Linked DNA regions of Mus musculus: regions 1 and 3 are each linked to region 2. The links are chromatin contacts, called in public Hi-C and HiChIP or PLAC-seq maps. All regions are on one chromosome and are shown on one strand. The core of a region is the stretch at or near the end of the contact, and the rest is flanking DNA. Distances in the headings are between cores, read along the strand shown.

Region 1 (4,563 bases), core at 1,132-3,631, 410 kb before region 2:
CTGCCACTAAGTGTTGTGTGACAAATCACTTAGCCTTCCCTGGTTTATGAGTCTTTATCAGTACTGCCTGAGGGCAAGAATCCCTGTATCATTTTGTCAAGACAGAGCCAAGAGTTAGAAACACTAAAAGTGTTATAACTACCCATGAGTGTTTAGTTTCCTGCAGTTTGGTTCTGTTTATAGCTATGAAATTAGGAGTTCCTGGGTGTGTGTGACCTAGGGCAACGTTTAATATGATGATCATTGGCATGTTTATTACCCCTGTTTACCTGTCATTGGAAAATGGCATTCTACATAACACAGTTTTTTTTGTGTCATAAGACTAACGAACATTGGTTTTTACTCACTAAGGATCTCAGGTGACTATTCCAGAAGATCTTATTGATCAGCTTAGCTTGGCAACTCATGAGAATCCTACAGCTGAATCCATCCCTCTACAGAAATGACACCACTGTTGATACAAGTCTTTTGAGTACAGCACCACCACCACAACTACCCGAATGGGTTTGGGATACAGAAAACTTTTGATGCATCCCAAACCAACCATGCAATAACTTGTACAAATGTTCTTGGAAGAAATTCCAAACTCTTTAGCATGGCCCTGTGGGCTGAGAAGTCTGACCACTGACTTCTTTCTTAGCCTCATCTGGCATCATGCCCAGCTTCCCTTCCTCCCTGTGCTCAGCCACATCAGCCCTCTGACCTTCCTTGAAAACTACAGATCCTTTGGATTGACTTTCCATTGAATTGTCTTTCCTCTCTTGACACTGCTCTTCCCACTGATTCCTATCTGTCCTTCCAATTTCAACTCAAGCGTCATTTCCACAGAACAGTCTGTATGGCTCTAGCTACACACACACACACCTCCCTGTCTGACCTGGATCCTTGGTGCCCTCTCTTGCCATCAATTCATACGATTGTTTGATTCATGTCTCTTTCACTAGTACTCAGCTAGTCTCAGCAGAGTGGGCCTGCCTGGTCTTGCTCACCACTGTTTATACAATAGCCAGCCCAGCATCTCCTGCATGGCAAGTGTCCAGTGATGCGTGAATGAACGGATGAGTGGATGAGTAAATGAGTGGATCTCCCTGCCATGGTTTTTCTTGTTTCACGTATGCTGCTAAGCTTTTCAGGGGGGTTGTAAAACTAGCGTGCAGAGTAGAAAACACATCTGGCCCAGAGCTGTTCTTAGTACTTCTTCCAGGTAAATACAACAAGGTCTTCGCTCTTCATCCTTCTTAAGAACATTTGAGTGCCTTTGAAACAGCACAATACTAAATGTTTAATAAATCCAATTTTAGGTTTGACTTCTTTTTGGAGAGAAAAGTAATGTCTCCTTCTTTCTACCACTGAAAAAAATGCATTTCCAGATGGACTTATACCACTGAGCATTCTGCTTTTGCTTCTCCTATTAAAGGCATTTCCCACCACTTAATGTTTCACTTCACTTATCCCAATTTCAAGAACAGTATGTAAGTGCATATAATAAGAAGCAGCAAAAGACTGTATGTAATTACTTACACTGCACATGACCCTCTTTAAACTTCTCATGTAGAGTCTGATAAATGTCACCCACGAAAAAGAGTCAAAGATTCCAGAATGTTTAAGGTCTAGAGGGACTAGTGAATGCTGTCAGTCATTTTCTCCCCCTTTTTACATTTGGGGTGATCTTCATATCTAGTGTCTAAAAGCCTTATAAGATAAGCCAGGATTGGTATGGCTCTGTCTTGAAAAACAAAACAATCAAAAATAAAAAGCAACAAAACAAAACAAAAACCACCAACCCTATGGCAGACTGTACATTTAAGACTTAGGACCAACCAGGTAAGAGTAAAGTCAAAATTTTCCTTTTGGAAGTCATCCACTTTTTTCTCTACTATAGAAGGATTTCCAGGGCTATTCAATTTCTATTCTTTTGACACAAATAATCTTGCCTTTCATCTTTCTCTAAAAAGAGTGAGCTACTCTCCTACTTTATACACTGTCAGGTAACTTTGAACAAGTAATTTAAAATTTTAATGGTCTGTTGAAATGTACTTTTTCATGTTAAAACACAGTATCAAAAGAAGCACTGACATCCACGCTGACCGGGCATGACGCCCTGAGCCGTGAGCTTCAGTGCCTCTGAAACTGTCTGTGCTTGTTAAAAACAAAATAAAATAAAATAAAATAAAATAAAATAAAATCATTTTCCATTTTTACTTAATTTTTCTACTTCAGATTTTTCTTAATGTTCTCTTGAAGTAGAACTCAATAAGAGCTATGGATGGCCACTCACCTGTTAAAAGTCTGATTAGGAAGCAGAAGACAAAGACACGGCAGAAGTACGGCTTCATGTCTGCCAGGAGCAGTTGCAGTCTTCTCCTCCAGTGCTCAAAAGTGTCAGTGAAGTCGTGATCTCAGTTGTTTTCAGTTTTCTGGAGAGGAAGTGGGTTTGTGGAGGTTGATGTGGTGTCACATTTATCATCCACTTCTACTTGGAGAGCTATCACAGCGCCTCCTGCATGGCAAGTACCCGGTGATGTATGAATGGATAGATGCGTAAATGAATGACTAGATGGATGAATGTGTGAATGAATACATGGATGTGTGAATAAATGGATGGATGGATGGATGGATGGATGAATGGATGAATGGATAGATGGATGCATGCATGTATGAATGAGTGAATGGATGGATGTGAGAATGGAAGGATGAATGGATGCATGTATGTATGTATGTATGTATGTATGGATGGATGGATGGATGGATGGATGGATTTCATTTTCAAAGCTATTTATGTGTCATTTGTGCTTCTAGGGACTTCATGGACCATTCATATCACTGCTGGGTGGAAAGCATTACCGTTTGTAGGGTGGATGCTTAATTCACAGATTTTTGTTGATCATGAAGGCAGGAAGAAAATGTGACCCTCTTTCTGGTTAGAAACACAAAGCCCATCATTTTCAGAAGCAATTCATTCAGATCTCTATATCAATAGCTACTGGGGACTGCAGGATCCAACACAAATTATGAATAAGGCATATTTTGACACATTTGTCAGGGCTATTTACTCCAGAGATGTAAGGCCTTTGAAATAGGACAGAAAATAAATGAAAGTTTTTAAGAAAATGACATTTTAAAACATCTGAAAGAGGAATATTCCTGGAATATGAGAAATAATATTTATATGGTGTTCATTGTAGATTATGATTTTATAAATGATAGGGTCAGGTTTAAAGTGACTTAACCCCTTTTCTCTAAGTTACAGTCATCTGTAGAAACTCGAGAGTCTGTCTGCATGTATGGTGCAAATGAAGCAAGAAAGCTAAGATGCCTGATAAAAATCTCTGTCTCTGCAGAAAGAGAAAAAAGACAGTAGCAATGGCAATAATGCAAATAATTTATTTACAGCCACCTAAATTTTATATGAAATATATCTTAATTAATTATATATAATATTATATATAATATAATATAATATAATATAATATAATATATATGTGGTATATATATTATATATATATATATATATATATATATATATATATATATATATATGATATATATAATTTAAAGGTAAAGAGGATGAGAAATGGCTCAGTGGGTAAAAGCACTTGCTGTCAAACATAAGGACCTGAGTTCAAATCCTTAACAACCTTGCAAAACCTGGGTGTGGTTGTGCATGCCTGTAACCACAGAACACCACAGGAGGGCAGACAGGAGGATCCTCAGAGCTCACTTGTCAGTCAGCCTAAGCAAAATGGTGAGTGTCAGGTTCCATGAGAGACCCTGTCTCAAGGAACAGCAGGAAGAATGATAGAGGAAGGTGCCCAGTGTCCTCTTCTGGCCTCTCAATGACTGCTCATAGACTACACACAACACATGGATACTACACACCATACCACACACACACACACACACACACACACACTTCAATGTAGAATAACAAATGGCTTACTTTGTATAGAGAATACCAAATACTATGAATATAGTTAATAGTATGCTTAAATTGTTTTAATGGACTTTTTGTGTGCATACATATTCATATTATTCTATGCATATTGTTATTTACTTTATGAATCGTGGGCCACTATTTTCCTCATCTCAGAAATAGGGAAAAATGAGGCAAAGAAAAGTAAAAGGCCTGGCCTCGCCCAAGCCCTATAGGAAGTGGCTGTGCTGGCATTTGAAGAGTCTAGTTCTCAAGTGCCCACTCTTAACTAACCAGAAAGAGTCATTCATGCCAAGGCCTGCCACTAAGATGTAGCTGAGGTCTCCTGTGACTGCCTCAGTTCTAGCCTGTCCTCAATGAGGCATGTGTAAGTGACTTACACTTTTTAGTGTGGGTCCCTTCCCCTTACTATGTACAGAGAGCTAGCTCCTACGTCACGAGTATAGTGCTCTCGTGAACACCAAGGGGCCCCAATTCTAGAGCTCAGAAACATTTCATGAGGAAGGTTGGAGGTCACATGCAGATGATGAGAACCTGAAATATTTCTAATACATTCACTCATTCTTCAAGTCTCCCAACAATTCTACCAAGAAGATCTCCTCATCCTCTCTGGGTCATTTATGAGAAAC
Region 2 (4,730 bases), core at 1,987-4,486:
TCCACAAGCTCTCTGACTGTACCTGGGGCTTATCCATTTCTCAAGACGACCTGGCCAGTAAGTTTCAGGGATATTCCCATCTCTGAGCACTGGGATTAGGGGTACATACCACTGGGCACTAATCTGAATTAAGATCTTCTTTGCTTAGTAAGCCCTTTGTAGATAGAGCTCCCAACCGCCTATGGTAATACTTTAGTGTATAACTGTTTAGCTGGCATCTTCCTTCTGCATTCTTATTTCAGGGAGGGTGGTTAACATCATCTACTTAGCCTTCCCAGACAGGAGCTTGCTTGCTTTTTGTACAGCTTTCTCTTTCATTCAATTCTCCAGCCAATTTTCCATGAAATTCTGTAGATTCCACCTTCTCACTATATCCGTCTCCCAAGCACCCTCCCCACTGTATTTCCTCTGCCTTGCTTCTGTGGAGACCTAGGTGATTCTGACACCCCTCTTTTTGCTTCTATGCTTCAATTTTCTCTTGTCTCCAAACATACGCTCAGTTGTCACAGAGACTTAAAACCGCAGCTTGTGGTTTGAATATGCTTAGCCCAGGGAGTGGCACTATTAGGAGGTGTGGCCTTGTTTGGAGTGGGTGTGGCCTTGTCGGAGGAAATGTGTCATTGTGGGGGTGGGCTTTGAGACCCTCCTGCTAGCTGTCTGAAGACATACTTTTCCTGGCTGCCTTCCGATCAAGATGTAGAACTCTTGGCTCCTTAAGCACCATGTCTGCCTGGATGCTGCTATGCTTCCTGACCTGATTGAACCTCTGAACCTATAAGCCAGCCGCAATTAAATTTTGTCCTTTATAGGAGTTGCCTTGGTCATAGTTTCTTTTCACAGCAATGGAAACCCTGAGACACACTTCAAAGAGTTTATTCTTTATTATAAAGTGCAAACTCCTTAGTGTAGCACATGAGCTCTTGATTAATACAGTCCTTTCTACCATTCCCCACCTATCTGAACCTTCTCTGCATCTGTCCAGAAGAGCTGTATTTACTTGGGAGTAGCCTCGAGGGCATGGTAATACTACTAATGCTCACACACCTGCACAGACATTGCTGCCTTTCTCTAGAGTGCCTGTTCCCTCCTTATCTGGCGAGCTCCTGCCTGTCAGTCATCAAACGTGTAGTTTATCTTCACTGGGTAGGCTTTCCTGATCTGGGAATAGACTAATTTTCTAATACTGGCTTGCCTATCTCCTTTATCTAGCAGTCTGTGATTTCTGGGGGCTGGAGGCATCAAGTCTTTCTTGTTTTTACATTATTACCCCTTAGTTGGAGCCCAATAGACTCTAATTAAGTGAATAGATTATTTCATGGTTTAATGAGAACCTGCTTATTTTTCTCAATGGTAGAAAGTGACTGTTTTCTAAGATTCATCTTAACCAACCTAAGCACTTGTTGGGAAGAGCTGGCTGAGAGCTATCTAAAGAGCACTCAGGAGCCTATTTTGTAAGGAAGTTTCTGTAAAAGTGAGACTCTTCCTTGTAATGTGTTCAGTCTAGTAATAACATTTGACAACAATAGGTTATTTACTAGGTTTGGGCACCTAGGTATGCTTAATCTCAATAAACTTAGTCACAAGGGAATGAAGAGGCTCCAGATAACATTTGTATGCATTGCTGATTAAAAAATTCAAAGCATTTGTTATTTATACAAAGGTCTACAGTAGATACTGCATGGGGTATGAACTGAATATGATATGATATTCATTAAGAGAATATAGTGTGCTGAAATAATTACAGGTAACAAATGATGACTGAGTTCAACAGGGAAGAGAGGTCACAGGTACTGGACACTTCCACCATTTTTAGTTTATGAGATGATGTTATTTTACACGAGATTATTGAAGACCTACTAAATTTAAAATACAAAAAATGCACTTATTTCCTAAGTACAAGTATCTCAAGTGTGAAACAGACAATAATTGTATTGGACAGTTCTAAATACCAGTTTGAAACAGATTGTGCAGCAGTTTGGAAAAGACTACTAAAAGACTGAAACTACTTGGAACTCTTCAAGAATATCAGGAAGTAGAATGCAATTAGTCAAACTGGGATTTGATCCTACACTAGAGGAGTGAATACTCATTCTTAGAAAGATCGCCAGAATTTCGGAAATAGGTTATTTATGGGTTTTTTTTTTTTCCTTTTATTTTTTTGGTGAAAATTCAAGATACAGAAACAGTTAAAGAACAGACAAGAAGACATAGAAAAAAAAGAATGCTGGACGTTCAATGCAGCCAATTCCAGACCATAGCTCAATTTCTTCAATGCTAACAAAGTACATAGCCAAGCAAAGGTAATTTAATACTACTTTTCCTTTCCTTTGATCAACTTTACATGAAGGTCATAATAAGGACGTAAATCGAAAGAAATCTAAGTCTGCCTAAGTCAAAACTGCATTAAGATAAGCAGCATTTGAGTAATTTGGAGCTTGGAATCAAACCCAGTATTTTAAGTGTAGTACTCAGGGAATACAGCTCAGGGCTCAGGAAAGTTCGCCAACACCCTTGCTGAGAACAAATTCAATAAGGGAGAACAGAAACCAGGGACACAGATGAACAGGCTCTGACGTGAAAAAGGTAAAGATGAATGGAATAATGTCTGATCCCTGAAAGCTTTCCTTACACTGCACGAAACTGCAGAGTTTAAGCTAAAATGGGATTTCCTAGGGCAGTGCTCCCAGATTTCAACAATAGTAGGCGAGTGCCTGAGGAAGCCCAGGGTTGGTTCTGGAGACGACACATGCGGCAGGCAAAGGCTCCCAGCCCGGACAGGTCTGCTCGTCCGCCCTCAGTCTCCCAAGACCCTGGGACCCGAGTGATTGGGCAGGCTTCACGGGAAGGGCCACGGCGGGCGGGACCGCGGCGGGATTTTCCTCTCCGCTCATTCATTCTCTGATTCATTGGTTCCTGGAGGCGACTCACACGGACGCGCGCTGGAAAGGCAGGGCGCGGAGGACGGCCGCGGCTGGGTGCGGCCCGGCGCCTGAGGGGCGGCCGGTTGGGTGGGGGTGGGGGGTGCGGCTGTCCAGGCCGGGAGGGGCGCGCGCGTGCGCGCGTGCCGGGGAGCAGGAGAGGCGCGCGGCCGCCTGCGCCGGAAGTGAGCGGTGGCCGCGGCGGGGAGCGCGCGGTCAGGCGCAAGTCGGTCCGCCCTTGGGCCGCGCGGCCCTCAGCCCCGCCCAGTGTGCCGGGGCAGGACGCGCGGGCTCTGTGATCCGCGCCGCGGGGCTCTGCGGCCGCCCCGCCCAGTCCCCGCCGACGCCCGCTCTGTGGGTCGGTCAGTCAGTCGCCGAGCGCGCGCCGCGGGAGCTGCGGGCGCTCTCAGCGTTCGGGAGAGGAGCGTCGCCCCTGGAGAGGCGGCGGCGGCGGCGACTGGAGGCGCGAGCAGCTGCTGCCTAGCGCAGGGCTCCGGGAGGGCCGAGGGGCTGCCACGGTGAGTGCTCCGCCACCTGGCCCTCGAGGTCCGGGAAAGGAGAGGTCTGGGTGCCCGGGAGGCGCTGCCGTCTCCATTTGCCCGGCGCCCGGCGTGGCCCTCCGAGCGAGTGCGGACGGCTGCAGCCCGGGGCGCGGTCCTTGCCGGTCAGGCTCTCAGCGTTGGGCTGAGCCCCGCCAGGCGGCCTGCGGTGGGTAGGGGGTCGGCGGGGCCTGGGTTGCACCCCGCGCCCCTCGGGGCTGCACCGTGCAGACAATGAGACCTGGGGCCGCCTGGGGAGGTGCGGCAGGGCTGATACTCCGCACTAGGGCGCCGGTGGCCGGGGACCGCGGGTGGAAAGGGACTGGCTCCCGGTAGCCGCAGAAACCGATGGCTGGGTGCGGGATTGTTCTAGCTTCCATGCCCTGCCTGCTTTCATAGATGAGTTCACTGCAGAGATTTAGAAAGGCGGGGCGCCTTCTGTGTCTTCTAATTAAGCCGGCAAAGTAATTGCTCTAGTGCTTTTTAGCTCCATCTCATCTTTCCGCGTACATTCCCGCCGGAAATCCAAACTGCAATTCAGTGGAGGACGGCAGAAAGAGGGAAGGCTGCCTAATAGTGTTGGTTAGGTTGCCTTCGTTTTAAGACACCTGAAAGATACCCTTTTCCTATTCAGGGGTTGTCTTAGGCTGGCCCCCCTGTGTGAACTGGAAACTACTTGATCCTTATGTATCAGAGTGAAATAGGAGCTTTGGGAAATGGTATGAGTTGCATGTTTCCTGTGTGTTGCATTTCATACATTTTATGGGAAGAACAGTTTGGGTGGACGCTGCCTGCAGCATTTCTCATGGAGAAGTGGAGAGCCGCCCAAGTAGGTAAAGTCCTCCCTAAAGGAACTGTAAAGGTAGCGGGCTAGGGCTGAGGCATCATTCGATTATTAAACGGTGGTATTGTGTTCGTAAGAATATTGAAGTGAGCACACAGTCACAGAAACCTCCTCAGGTATAGTGGGAGACACTTCTACAACACTTGAGTGGTGGAAACAGTGCGTTAGAACAGAGTAAAGTCACATTCCATGCGCTAGAATAGGCTAGCAACGTGATAGTGGACAAGCAAGCCGATAACTATGCAGTAGTTCCCTGCCGGTAAGCAGCAGTACTCCACCTGTTTTCCTTTCTAGCCTGTTGTCAAGAAGATTGAATAAGAAAATGTATGCAAAATTGGTAGCCCCTTGCTTGTCTCTGAGATGCTCAGTACGTGTTAAATTCCTTTTCCTCCTGCTGAGGGCGGAGTGTCTCCTGAGAGGGAGGGTCAG
Region 3 (4,708 bases), core at 1,995-4,494, 410 kb after region 2:
TGCCCACTGAGCCTTCCCGTGTTTGCTCTGCTCCATGTGTGTCCCCAGGGCAGTTTTCTCTTGGCCATGAGTTCATGGTCCATCCTCATGGTCCATCCTGCTTCATGGTGGCCTCCTCCTGCTCCCATCTTTTTCCTTCTCCTCGTGGTCCCTGAGACTTCCCTACTTGATCTCAAGTTCTTCCTTCCTCTCTCTCCTGCCCAGTCACAGGCTTTAGCGTTTGCTATTCAATCAGGGATTATTCTTCACAGCACACTGGTCAACACAGTGCCCATGTCCAGAGTGCAACCTAATCTTGGGGCACAGAACTCAGCATCTGAATACACAGTGCACAAGACCAACCCCAACAGGATGATACCTTCAGAACTTCACCATAAAGTTTTTGATTGTTTTATTATTGTGATAAAATATAGAACAAACTTTGCTATTTATGGCCAGTTTTTACCATGTCCATTTAAAAAGTTATTTTCTCATTTGGTATGTCTGGGAGTTTTGTCTGTCTGGAAACTTTTGGAGACCAGAAGAATGTACCAGATCTTTGGGAACTAAGTTCCAGACAGTTGTGAGTCATCTCATGGGTGCTGGAAATTGAAGCTGGCTCTCTGAAAAAGCAGCCATAATCCCACCCTATATGTCCATTCAAAAACAATATGTCATTCAGTGGCATTTACTATGTTCACAACTATCACTACGGTGTATTTCATCAGACAGAAACTTTATGTCTTAGTTATTACTCTATTGCTGTGATGAGACACCATGAGTGAAGCAGCTTACAAAAGAAAACATTTAATTGGGGGCTTGTTTACAGTTTCAGAGTTAGTCCATGATCATTGTGGCAGAAAGCATGATTAAAGGCAGGCATGTCTCTGGAGCAGAAGCTCAGAGTTTACATCCTAGCAGCAGAGGCAGGGGTGGGGTTGGGGGAGCTATGGTGGGGGCTTTTGAAACCTCAAAGCCCACTCCAACTGACACACCTTTTTCAATAAGGCCACACCTCTTTTTTTTTTTTTTTTTTTTAAAGATTTATTTACTTATTATATGTAAGTACACTGTAGCTGTCTTCAGACACTCCAGAAGAGGGCGTCAGATCTTGTTACAGATGGTTATGAGCCACCATGTGGTTGCTGGGATTTGAACTCCTGACCTTCGGGAGAGCAGTCGGGTGCTCTTACCCACTGAGCCATCTCACCAGCCCCCAAGGCCACACCTCTTAATCCTTCCTAAATAGTCCATCAACTGGGAACCAAATATACAAACATGTGAGCCTATGGAGGCTATTCTCATTCAAATCATTACACTTGATAACCACTTGAGTAATAATTCATTTTTCTCTCCCCAAGCCCTGCCCTGCCTACTGCCCATTTCTTTAAAGTTTTGTTTTTCTTTTTCTTGTTTGATTTGTTTTGTTTGTTTTCAAGGCAGGGTTTCTCTGTGTAGGCTTGGCTAGCCTGGACTCACTCTGTAGACCAGGCTGGCCTTGAACTCACAGAGATCTGCCAGTCACTGCCTCCCAAGCGCTGGGATTAAAGGCATGTGCCACTACTGCCTGACTCTATGAAGTTTCTTATGCTACACATTTTGTGGAATAATATTTGCCATTTTGTACCTAGCTCATTCAGCGTAATTTTCAAGGTTCATTCATGTTATTGTATGTCTTAGTAATTCCCTCTCCTTAAAAAAAAAGATTTATTTTTTATGTATGAGTACACTGTAGCTGTGAGCCTTCATATGGTTGTTGGGAATTGAATTTAGGACCTCCGTTCACTCCAGTCAACCCCACTCCCTCTGGTCAACCCTGCTCACTCTGGCCCAAAGATTTATTTATTGTTATAATTAAGTACATTGTAGCTATCTTCAGATGCACCAGAAGAGGGCATCAGATCCCATTACAGGTGGTTGTGAGCCAACATGTGGTTGCTGGGATTTGAACTCAGGACTTTACCCGGTGAGCCATCTTGCCAGCCCCATAATTCCTTCTTCTGTCTGTGTAAAATATTCCATGTTAAGTACATGCCATATCGTGTTTATCCATTCATCAGTTGATGAATACTTGGGCTATGTCCCCTCCTTAGCTATTGTGAATAATGCTGTGATTAGAGATGCCATGCAGGCATCCATGTGAGTCCATTTGCCTTACAACAAAGAATGGAATTGCTGGATTATATGCCAATGTTTTACTTCTCTGGCACAGGCAAATGGGAGTTATTTTCCAAACTAACCACAGAAGGAAAAGTTACTAGTCATTTGAGTTACATTAAGATTAAGAGGGTTTTTTTGCATTTAATTCCAGCACTAAGGCAGGAGAGTCAGGCAGATCTCTGTGAGTTCAAAGGTAGTCTGGTCATACTGAGCTCCAGGCCAGTGAAGTCTATATAGATAGTATGACCTTGTCCCAAAATAATGAAACAAGGCTTGGTGGCAGTGGTGCAGGCCTTGAATCCCAGCACTTAGGGAGGCAAAGGATAACAGATGTCTGAATTTGAGAGGACAGGCTGGTCTACAGAGTGAGTTCCAGGACAGCCAGGACTACACAGTGAAACCCTCTGTTGAAAAACCAAAACCAAAGAAACAAAAACAAAGATTAAGAGGGGCAAAGGATATACCCCAGTGGTAAAAGTGTGTGTTGAGCACAAACAAGGCCCTGGGTTCAGTCTCTAGCAAATAATAATAAAAACTGTTCATGGATAGTTGTGTAAAACTATGGGCTTTTCTATGCCTACTGAATAATGACAAGGAGATCTTTACATTTATTAAAAGCTTTAGGTAGATACTCATATATTCTAACCAGACTATGCTGACCTGGCCTACCTTCCCAGCCACATGGCCCATTACCTGTCATCTTAGTCTTGCCCTGGGTCATCCTTCTTCATCTATGTCCCTACCCTATGTCGACTTCCCTGTTCCCCTTCCCGAGACCCTCTCTCACTTTCCCTGGGCCAGAAGTCTTTTCCTCTCCTGCCCAGCTATCGGCTGTTCAGCTATTTCTTTAACCAATCAGAAGGTTATGGAGAACCATGGTTTACAAAACACCGAGTGAGGATATGCTTCATAATAATGACTGCAACCAGATCTTTGGGTGCAGAAATCAGCATCTGGATACACAATACACAAAAACATCCCCCAAAAGTTGCCCTCCAAATTCTAGGTAAATAAAGTTAGCCAGCAGCAGCCTGTGATTCTGTACAATGAAGCTAATTCAAACCACAGCAGTAGGAAACCGTCCATCCTTCCTGTGGTCTGACAGTGTTTCACTGAAACCCTCAAGATTCCAGGAAGACATATATTGCCCACTTTCTCTTGATACTGTTGATTCTATATAGGCACATAAAATCATTCATGACATGAAAGTAGAGGGAATGGGTGAGAAAAGAAAGATACTGGTGGGGGGATGGGGAGAAAAGGGTATTGGGTTGCACTATAATAATTCTTTTCCTGCTAAGTTGAAGATGGCGTGATCCCCAACATGCAATTCTATTTCAGGCCTGGTTTGCTTCTGCCCTCTGCTGGGTGCTGGGATGGTTACTCTTGGTTGTCAACTTTATTACATCTGGAACCAATTAAAAAAACCAAAACCAAAACCAAAACAAACCCCAAGCAGCTGAGCAGACCTCAGAGGGATTTTTTTGACTGTATCATTTAAGGATGAAAGATCTGCCCTAACTCTGGATCATTTGGGGTGGGAAGACTCGCCCTAAATCTGGACCACACCTTCTAGTGGCTGCCCACGTGAAATGACATGAAAGAAAGCTTCTGCATTTTGCCTACTTGCCTTCTCTTTAAGGAAAGTTCATCTATTTTGTAGCTTATGAATTCCTCTACTGATAGTAGATGTTAGAATGCACTTCTTCAGGATTCCAGTGCACACTGAAGACTAACAGCTTTCTAGGACTTCTCTGCGTCTCTAGCATGAGATTGGGACTGCTGACCCATCACTACTACTGGAATCTTGCCTTGAGATAGCCATCGTGGGGTTATTTGAACCATTCTAATAAATGTGTGTGTGTGGATGTGTGTGTACATGCACATTCAATTGTTTGTTCCTTTAGAGAAGCTTTACTGATACACTGCTGAGTAACCTTAGAGCTTGGTAAGTGAAAAGGGAGGGCAACCTCAGAAGCTTCAGCAAGTGAAGCTGCCACTCTCTGAAAGGAACAAACTGACTTGATAAGTTGGACTTGTTTGGATTGTTTTGTATGTTAGCACCACCACCCCAATCAAGTGGCAAGAGTCTTGTCTTGTCTTGTCTTGTCTTGTCTTGTCTTGTCTTTTCTTTTCTTTTCTTTTCTTTTCTTTTCTTTTCTTTCCTTTCCTTTCCTTTCCTTTCCTTTCCTTTCCTTTCCTTTCCTTTCCTTTCCTTTCCTTTCCTTTCCTTTCCCTTTCTTTCTTTCTTTCTTTCTTTCTTTCTTTCTTTCTTTCTTTCTTTCTTTCTTTCTTTTTTAATGTCTTCTTGGAAAACTCATACATGGAAACCATTATGTACTTACTACTTTTATAAAACAAAGTCTGCTAGTACTGTTTAGAAAACAAGATCGGATTTGTCACATGCAAGGTAATGAGCGTGTAAACTGGTATGATATGTTTGCAGAGTGGAATGGGAAACCTAAGTGTCAGGTCCAGGAGGGCAGTGCTGGTGACAAGCCAAAGGTTTAAAGCAGATCTCTTAAAGTGCTTTCTGTTCAATAGAAAGTTTCCCTAATCCTCCAGGAAC

The links. A called contact is a pair of places that touch in the nucleus more often than the background predicts. HiChIP or PLAC-seq counts read pairs in DNA pulled down with a chosen protein or histone mark.
Region 1: an H3K4me3 HiChIP or PLAC-seq map of craniofacial prominence shows a contact between it and region 2, with 5 times the contacts expected there. The contact joins the promoter of Icos here to the promoter of Raph1 in region 2. A contact is called at or near these places in 1 of 39 promoter capture datasets (neural stem cells), 3 of 115 datasets of contacts at active chromatin or transcription factors (bone marrow-derived macrophages, craniofacial prominence and embryonic stem cells) and 1 of 9 other capture datasets (macrophages).
Region 3: a contact with region 2 is called in a Hi-C map of muscle stem cells, with 2.0 times the contacts expected there. The contact joins the enhancer-like site here to the promoter of Raph1 in region 2. A contact is called at or near these places in 5 of 39 promoter capture datasets (the 3T3-L1 cell line, HPC-7-derived erythroid cells, cranial neural crest and 2 more), 1 of 484 Hi-C or Micro-C datasets (muscle stem cells) and 1 of 9 other capture datasets (liver).

The regions. Positions count from the first base shown.
Region 1 is chr1:60,975,732-60,980,294 of GRCm38.p6, reverse strand. It overlaps Icos (inducible T cell co-stimulator), which reads right to left and starts at 2,381. Exons shown (of 5, transcript NM_017480.2): 1 at 2,279-2,381. The coding sequence starts at 2,336.
Region 2 is chr1:60,565,271-60,570,000 of GRCm38.p6, reverse strand. Raph1 (Ras association (RalGDS/AF-6) and pleckstrin homology domains 1) reads left to right here and starts at 3,236. Exons shown (of 14, transcript NM_001045513.3): 1 at 3,236-3,436.
Region 3 is chr1:60,157,452-60,162,159 of GRCm38.p6, reverse strand. No RefSeq gene overlaps it. Among named protein-coding and RNA genes, the nearest start is that of Nbeal1, 21 kb to the left of the region's middle. Within about 2 kb of position 3,244, at least 52 of the 459 cell types and tissues checked have an H3K27ac peak or open chromatin away from gene starts, as enhancers often do. A contact at or near this core is called in muscle stem cells, where this site is marked.